Regions from separate parts of the Gossypium hirsutum genome. Here all the other regions are linked to region 3. A link is a contact called in public Hi-C data. All regions are on one chromosome and are shown on one strand. The core of a region is the stretch at or near the end of the contact, and the rest is flanking DNA. Distances in the headings are between cores, read along the strand shown.

Region 1 (2,700 bases), core at 25-2,524, 500 kb after region 3:
AGCATCAAAGTCTCCCAATAACACAAATGTAAACAGATAATGATTTTTACCTTGTTGCAACAGCAAATCATTTGCTTGACACCAAGGGTAAAAGCAAGCAAAGCATGCTCACGAGTCTGACCATCCTTGGAGATACCAGCCTCAAAACCACCAGTGGTGGAATCAATAATCAAAACAGCACAATCAGCCTGCGAGGTACCAGTAATCATGTTCTTGATAAAGTCACGGTGTCCAGGCGCATCAATCACAGTGCAGTAGTATTTGGTCGTCTCAAATTTCCACAAGGCAATATCAATGGTGATACCACGCTCACGTTCAGCCTTGAGCTTGTCAAGCACCCAAGCATACTTGAATGACCTCTTGTTCATCTCCGCAGCTTCTTTCTCAAACCTTTCAATCACACGCTTGTCAATACCACCAAGCTTGTAGATCAGGTGGCCAGTGGTGGTCGATTTTCCGGAATCGACGTGGCCAATGACCACAATGTTAATGTGACTCTTTTCCTTACCCATTCTGATTCACTGTGCAAAACCACAAGAACAAAAAGAGGGGAACAGTTAAAATCAAAATACTAAAAGAAAAGTACATATGAAATTTCACATGGATCATAAATGTAAATATTTTAAAAGCTGCTAGAAAGAAAATCTCTAAACCCAGAGCTAGGCTGATTAAAATTCATAACTCAGAGATGAAGAAAGACGTGGTCTCAACCAAGCTTATGTTGAGCAATAATAAAACGAGCATTTGAGAAGACAAGTTGTTTGCCCAAGGCAAACAGTATCATTCCGAAAAAGCGAAGTAAACACAAACACCAAAATAATTTCCGATCACCTTATTATCTTAGATTCGATCCAATAAAAACAAGATCTATCGCGAAATCAACATTGAAAGAGAAAAAAATCGAACCTCAAAAATACAGATTAAAATCAACACACAAATCATAAATCTCAATGCAAGATGAATCCATATATATAAACAAAGCTTCAAATCATCGCCTTAGATAAAAAATAATAGAAGAAAAGAAAGGATAATGAGATGAGACTACTCGCCTTGAAATCGATGTCACAAGTGCAGTAGACGGCGAAGGAAGGAACAATAAAATGAAAATGAAGAATTGGGGCAAGCGGCAAGGGCTCTGCCTGCTATATATATTGAGAAAAAGCAACAAGAGCTAGGGTTAGGGTTACACAAGGAGATTCAATTAAGGCAGTTTTACGAAATTGTCCTTGTATTTGGTTTGATTGACTACAGTTAAAGCCATGGGTTCTCTGGGAACTTCGTGGACACTATCGAAACTACTGGCGAAACGCTGTCATTTGTATTTTACTTAAATTTATTAATTAACTTTTTTGCGTCACTATTTACCCATTTAATTATTTAATTATAATTAATTAATTATTTCTCTTAATTAGAGTAATTATTATTTAAAAATATACAATTATTTTTTGAAATGATTATACAATTAATTTTATCTATTTCATGTAATATAAAATAATTAAAATGTTTTATAATAAGATATTACTTATCTATAAATTGTAATAGTTTAAATAATTGTTAAGGGCCCGGGTAGCTGGCCGATTAATTATTTCACAATAATATAAGTATTTCAAATATAAAATATTTATCAACTATGAAATAATTTATTCTTTACTTTGTAGCATGCTTTTCTTTGCTTTATAGCACGTTTTTCTTTTTTTTCTTTTTTCTAGTTTCATTGCTCTCTATGTCCACCATTGTTAAAGGATGGTGGATGTGGAAGAGAACATGGCCGATCTATCCCATGGGATGAGAAGGATGAGGTGTTGCAGTTGGGTACGGAGAAACCAGATTTAGTGGTCTCTTTTGATAATTGTTTTGTGGGCTCTTTTCTAACGTTAAGTGTGGTTAATTTTCAGTCAATGCAAACGACTTTGGCAAACATTTGGCATTCGATCGAGGGTATTTCAATTTCTAATAAGAATGAAAGAAGGTATCTTTTTCGATTATATCATACGGTGGATGTAAAGATAATTAAGGCTGAAGGACCATGGAATTTCAATTCTCATCTTCTCATTATGCACCAGTTAAAAGATGGGGACGAACCAATGGTTGTGCCACTGTTTACTGTAGATTTTTGGGTTCTAATCCATGATCTACCAGATGGGTTCATGCCCGAGATGGTGGCAAAACAGCTAGGTAATTTTATTGGGGTGTTCCTTGAGTATGATGTGAAAGTTGTTTCATTGGGGTATAAAGGAATAATGCGAGTTAGAGTTCGACTTGATATTCGAAAATTGCTAAAGTGTGAGCAGTAGGTAATTTTATTGGGGTGTTCCTTAAGTATGATGTGAAAGTTGTTTCATTGGGGTATAAAGGAATAACGCGAGTTAGAATTTGACTTGATATTAGAAAACCACTAAAGTGTAAGAAAAAGTTTGTGTTGCTAAATGGGAGGCAGGTTTATGCGAGATTTGAGTATGGAAAGCTCACAATTTTTTACTTTCTTTGTGGCAAACTTGGTCATGAGGAAAGTTTTTGTCTTATTAGGATTCTCTCGATAATTCAAGTAACTTTATCATGATAACAGTTAACGATGTGGCACCCGATGCCTAGCAGTAAACCACAGAGAAAGTTGTGTCAAGTGCTAGTCAGATTATCTGACGGTAATAATTTGAGCCTAGCTCTAGTTGGATAAACCAACAATATTTGCACCCAGTGCTA
Region 2 (3,059 bases), core at 459-2,958, 470 kb after region 3:
GTTATTTTTTTTAAAGCTTACAAGTATAGCAAAATCAAAATCAAAATATAATTATATTTTCTTGTAGTCATAAAGTAAAATTAAATTATTACAGTACAAATGGATTAAAAATTAGAATTTAAAATAAATTAATAAAACTAAAAGAAAACAACTTATAATGAAACTCAAATACCTCCGCATATAATTTACCTACAATAAATCTCAAACTTAAATACTCAAAACTCAAAATTTCCATATTTATTATAATTTTTGAATAATTGATCCATGTGAGTTTTGTCAACATTTAATATATAAGGTCAAAATCCACCTAACAATTATTCATGGCTTTTTTTCATCAAAGTATTATATATTTACTTTTCCTTATGGTATATTTATAGCTTATACTATATAGATTTTGTTAAACTCGTACATTTGGATTACTTTCATATTGTTCTTTTATGTTATGTTGTAATTTCTTTTACATATTTTGTAATTATATTAGGTTGAAAGTGTTACGTTTTAATTATTTTTACATATTATATAATTGTATTATGTTGAAATGAATGAGGTGAAATAAACATAATTATGAAACATATAAAAATATTTTATTTGTATAATTAATATAAGAAAAATTGATAAGACAATATATGTTGTTTAATTGAAATGTTTTTTTATGATGAAAATATTTTTTATATTCATTTTATGATCATGAACACTGATTATTTTAAGATTTTTAGTTTTATCTTCTAACAATGTTATTCTTAATATTTAAACTTAAATTATCTCCCTAAAAATATCATGTATCTTACTATTACACCCTTAAATTTGTCAAATAATATAAAACAACCTACAATTTTTCCCTAAAATTTGGGTTTCTATCATAATTATCCAAATGTATTCTAATTTATTAAATTGATTATTTTAGTTAGTTATCTATGAAATAATTGATTATATGCTAACTATTTTAATTAAGAACAAGATTCATAAAGAGATAACAAGATTTTTACGTGTGAGATGTTCATTTATCTCAATAAGGTGTCCTTTTATTTCAATAAATATATTCCAATTAACAACATAAAAGGAGGAGTATTAAGATTTCTTTATTGGTAGCCTAAAAAATAGAGTTTAGTTCAGTAGAATGCTTTGCAATCTTTTTTCTTTCAACTCCCGTAATAAGGATTCATGGGTGGGGAGTCTGAATGGGCCATTTAGTCAGAAAGAAAATTTGTTCTCCTAAAATATTTTTTAAGAAATTTCAATTTTACAAAATAGAGAGAAAAGAGGGGGAGATAGAGAAAAGAGAGTATTTATATGGGATTAATAAAATAATATTTTATATTTAATTATTTTATGTAAAAATATTTTTTATAAGTACATAAATTACAATAATATAATTTTATGATATTAAGAAAATAATTTTAATTTTTTACATAAAAATATCATACAGAAGATAAAATAATCTTTTAAACTAATGTATTATTCCATATAACTAAATAAAATTATTCCATTCAATCAAACAAATATGATAATGGTAGGATCTTTTTATTCCATTTTCATCGAATTAACTTACTCTTTTTCATTTTTAAATAAGCTTTAATCATAATGGTAGTGAATGGTGTGCACTATAAACATTATACTCTACCCCTAACATTTTTCTTCTTCTGACAATCACAACTATCCAAAGTGCATATCTAGCTAGCAGTTAATTTCAAAGGCCCACGTAAGAAGAGGGCCTCAAATTTTCCACATTGACTTGACTCTTCCGGCACACTGACAATTTCATGGCCTTTCCTACACGTTATCATAAAAGGGATTTCTACAACATAAATAAATAAAAACTTGTTTAGAATGTCATGATGTTGGAAGACAATTTGCAGCTATCACATCAAAATTGCCGCTCTATCCAATTTAGATAGAATTTCAACAGCTTTTGAATCCACTCCTCCAACTCATACCTATTTCATTTACCCTTTGATTGTAATCCCATTTCTTTTAAAAGCATATATGAAAAATAGTTATTATGTAATATTTCTCCTCCAAGTATTTAAAGATTTTTATTACTTAGAAGTTTTATTTCGTTATAATTTTAGGTATTAATCGTTAACTTTGGTTAAATAAAATTTCTAAACTAATTAAATTATAACACGTGATATTTTTAATTAAATAAAAATATTTAAACCAATTAAATTATGACTAATGTTCTCAGTTTCATATAGCTAAGGATTTGGAAGTAATCGACCAATTGCGTACTCATTTACATATCCATTGCAACTAAAAGATGTATAGTCTGTAAAGTCGAATACAAACACAAGTACATTACAAGTATATATTGTATGATGAATCAAACTTGGATTTACACTTCCAGAAAGAGGAATATGTGAAAGAAAGTTGAATTACCCAAAAAACCAATTGACTAGTTACCTATAAACTTCTACCATGTCCTTTTTTTCTAAGGGTAACATGAATGGAGTGTCATATCTAAAACTACGATCTATGTTAAAAAAAGAGCGTTGCTAAGAAACAATTTGCATAATTGAATTAGTGCCTGAGATAATTTCTCTCGCCCTTCTACTTTGAAGGCTCGATGCTCTCACCACTAAATTCACCTCTTGTGAATTTAGCAAATAAAATCACAACACAGAGGTTTTACTATCACTATGCACTCATACAATAAGGTTCCTCACTTAGAACATATTAAGTATTCAATTCTCTCCATACATAAACCTATACAAATCTCTCAATTATATAGAGTTTATTGAGACTTGCTTCCATAAGAATATCTATCATAATCCCTATAAAACAGGCACATACAAGTTGAATACAGTAGAATAAAAACAAACAAGATAAACAAATATTCTTCGCAACTAAGTCTTTAGTGGTCTAATCCAATCCAAGTTTTTTTTATTCAAGGGATTAGATAAGGGTAATCTTATTCAATCCAATCACCAATAAATGATTCCCCATGTGATATGATCTTCCATAATGGGCTAGATATCATCCATATATTCATCATAGCCTAAATAGTCATTTCAATAAATTCTCAACACATTAAATATGGAAATTATCTCCATATAGATTTA
Region 3 (2,700 bases), core at 198-2,697:
CACAAGCTTGCTCAATCGAAGAAGTTTCAGGCCGTTGACTCATTACTTCGTCAAATGAGCTATGAAACTTGTAGATTTCATGAAGGTATATTCCTCAATCTCATGAAGCATTTTTCCAGGTTTTCTTTACATGATAAGGTACTTGAGATGTTCAATGCAATTCAGCCCATTGTTCGTGAAAAACCTTCACTGAAAGCTATTAGTACTTGTCTTAATCTCCTGATTGAATCGAACCAGGTTGATTTGGCTCGAGATTTTCTGTTGAACTCGAAGAAATCTCTCAGGTTGAGACCCAATACCTGCATTTTTAACATCTTGGTTAAACATCATTGTAATAATGGAGACCTTGAATCTGCGTTTGAAGTTGTAAAGGAGATGAAAAAATCTAAGGTTTCTTATCCCAATCTGATTACTTACTCAACCTTGATAGGTGGTCTCTGTGAAAGTAGACGACTTAAAGAAGCCATCGAATTGTTTGAGGAAATGGTTGGTAAGGATCAGATATTGCCTGATGCTTTAACCTATAATTTGTTAATTAATGGCTTCTGTCGTGAAGGAAAAGTCGATCGGGCGAGAAAGATAATAGAGTTTATGAAAAACAATGGATGCAGCCCTAATTTATTCAACTACTCTGCTTTGATGAATGGCTTATGCAAGGAGGGAAGTTGGGAAGAAGCCAAACAACTTTTTGTTGAGATGAAGAGCACAGGTCTGAAACCTGATACAATTGTTTATACTACATTGATGAATTGCCTTTGTAGGGCTAGTAGAATCGATGAGGTGATGCCATTGCTTAAGGAAATGAAGGAAAACAAATGTGAAGCCGATGTTGTTACTTTAAATGTATTACTTGGTGGGTTATGCAGAGAAAGTAGGTTCCATGAGGCGCTTCAGATGCTCGAGAAGCTGCCATATGAAGGTGTTTACTTGAACAAAGCAAGTTACAGAATTGTATTGAATGCATTATGGCAGAAAGATGAAATGGAAAAGGCAGCGAAGCTGTTGGGTCTGATGTTGGATAGGGGGGTTTTTCCACATTATGCAACATCGAATGAGGTGTTGATTCAGCTTTGTAAAGCTGGAATGTTAGATGATGCAGTTACAGCATTGTTTGGATTGGCTGAAACGGGGTTTAAACCAGAACCACATTGTTGGGAGTTTCTGATTGAAATGAATTGCAAAGATAGGAAATTGCTGCCTGTTTTTGAACTACTTGATGAGTTAGTAATAAAAGAATGTACTCATAATCTTCATGTTGGTGCTACTTTTGCTTAGCCTCCTATGCATGTAAAACTATCATTGTTGAGCATTTGATTTAGTGATACGTCCATGTATTTTCTCGGTGATACTTGAATATTACCGAATTATAATTTTTTTTTATTTTTGTCTAAAATTCAGAGTACAATATATTGAAGCTGCCCCCATCTGAATTGTGTTGCAGTTAATTGGATTTTTAAGACTTCTTTTAAAAGGGAATCCTACTTTTTGTCACTCACCAATTGGTTTCGTAGCCCATTTAAAGTTAAGCCCATGAAGAACCCAATCTACATAATGGCCTTATATATCAGATCTCTGGAGTTCGGAGTTGAGATTTTTCGGAATCTGTGAGAGAGCGAGAGCGCAATGGCCTCCTCTTCCAAGAAACCCAAAGAACAGAACAAGAACAAGAAGAAGCATAAGGAGAAGAGCAACAGAACCGCTGACAAAGACGCAAAAAAATCCATTAAAAAACCAGAGAAGAAAGCAAGTGCCTCCAAAATACCTACCAAATCAAAGCCAAAGCCCGAATTAAAGCCAGACAAAAGCAAAAACAAGAGCAGCAATGGAATCCCAGTCAAGTCCCAGGTTATTGCCGACCCATCTTCAAGCTCTGAATCAGAACCCGAAGAAAACAGAAACAACTACCACAAGAACGTTAAACCCGACAGCAAAAGAAAGCGAAAGGAAGAAGTAGACGAGGAAGAAGAAGAAGCAAAGGTGTGTAGATTTCCAATGAACAGAATCAAGAGGATAATCAAGACTGAAGATTCACATATGGCTGTTTCTCAAGATGTTGTTTTTCTTGTTAACAAAGCCGCGGTAATTCCTTTTTCTTTCCCCCTTTTTTGGGGTTATTTTCCTGAATGCCTTTAGGGTTTCCTTTGAATCTTTTCCTTCCTTTTTTTAGTCTTTAAAGTCATAAAGTGGGGTTTTTTTCTCAATGTGTTTATCCTCCAAGGTTAAAGCTTGATAATCCTTTGCTGTCATTTATGGGGTCTATGTTTGGTTGAATGCATGCCTTAAATGTATTTTGAAAAGTTGGGATCTCGAAATTGCTGGTCTTAAATCATTGCTTTAATTCTGCTCAAAATTGTTGTTGTTTTTTAAATTAAAAAAAATTGGTGTTTTGTATGTTGTTTCTTCTTCTCTGTGGAATTGGTATGGTATGAGCATTGTTTGGTCGAAAGGTAATTATCACTCTGTTTCATATTGTTTATTGTCTAAATTTATTTTTGTTTTCTGCAGGAATTGTTTCTTGAAAAGTTCTGCGAAGATGGATACAAATGCTCCATTAAAGATCGCAAGAAATCACTTAGTTACAAGCACCTATGTACGTTCCTTTTTGAATCCCCCTTGTATATGTTGTTTCCTTTGCCGGTTCTATCTGACATTACTGTAGAATATTAGCATGAGCCTTGACTTACTCGACCTTACACATAT

Evidence for each region. A called contact is a pair of places that touch in the nucleus more often than the background predicts.
Region 1: a Hi-C map of leaf shows a contact between it and region 3, with 2.6 times the contacts expected there. The contact joins the promoter of LOC121232219 here to the promoter of LOC107953224 in region 3. A contact is called at or near these places in 3 of 34 Hi-C or Micro-C datasets (fibers and leaf).
Region 2: a contact with region 3 is called in a Hi-C map of leaf, with 2.5 times the contacts expected there. The contact joins the enhancer-like site here to the promoter of LOC107953224 in region 3. A contact is called at or near these places in 2 of 34 Hi-C or Micro-C datasets (both in leaf).

What each region holds. Positions count from the first base shown.
Region 1 is chrA07:22,618,466-22,621,165 of Gossypium_hirsutum_v2.1, reverse strand. It overlaps LOC121232219 (elongation factor 1-alpha), which reads right to left and starts at 1,274. Exons shown (of 3, transcript XM_041117778.1): 1 at 1,050-1,274; 2 at 51-521. The coding sequence starts at 512.
Region 2 is chrA07:22,649,445-22,652,503 of Gossypium_hirsutum_v2.1, reverse strand. No RefSeq gene overlaps it. Among protein-coding and RNA genes, the nearest start is that of LOC107956518, 8.4 kb to the left of the region's middle. Within about 2 kb of position 1,708, at least 1 of the 9 cell types and tissues checked has an H3K27ac peak or open chromatin away from gene starts, as enhancers often do. A contact at or near this core is called in leaf, where this site is marked.
Region 3 is chrA07:23,121,623-23,124,322 of Gossypium_hirsutum_v2.1, reverse strand. LOC107953224 (DNA polymerase epsilon subunit C) reads left to right here and starts at 1,447. Exons shown (of 4, transcript XM_041117780.1): 1 at 1,447-2,079; 2 at 2,506-2,590. The coding sequence starts at 1,624. It overlaps LOC107953223 (pentatricopeptide repeat-containing protein At5g18475), which reads left to right. Exons shown (of 2, transcript XM_016888460.2): 1 at 1-490; 2 at 557-1,407. The coding sequence ends at 1,275.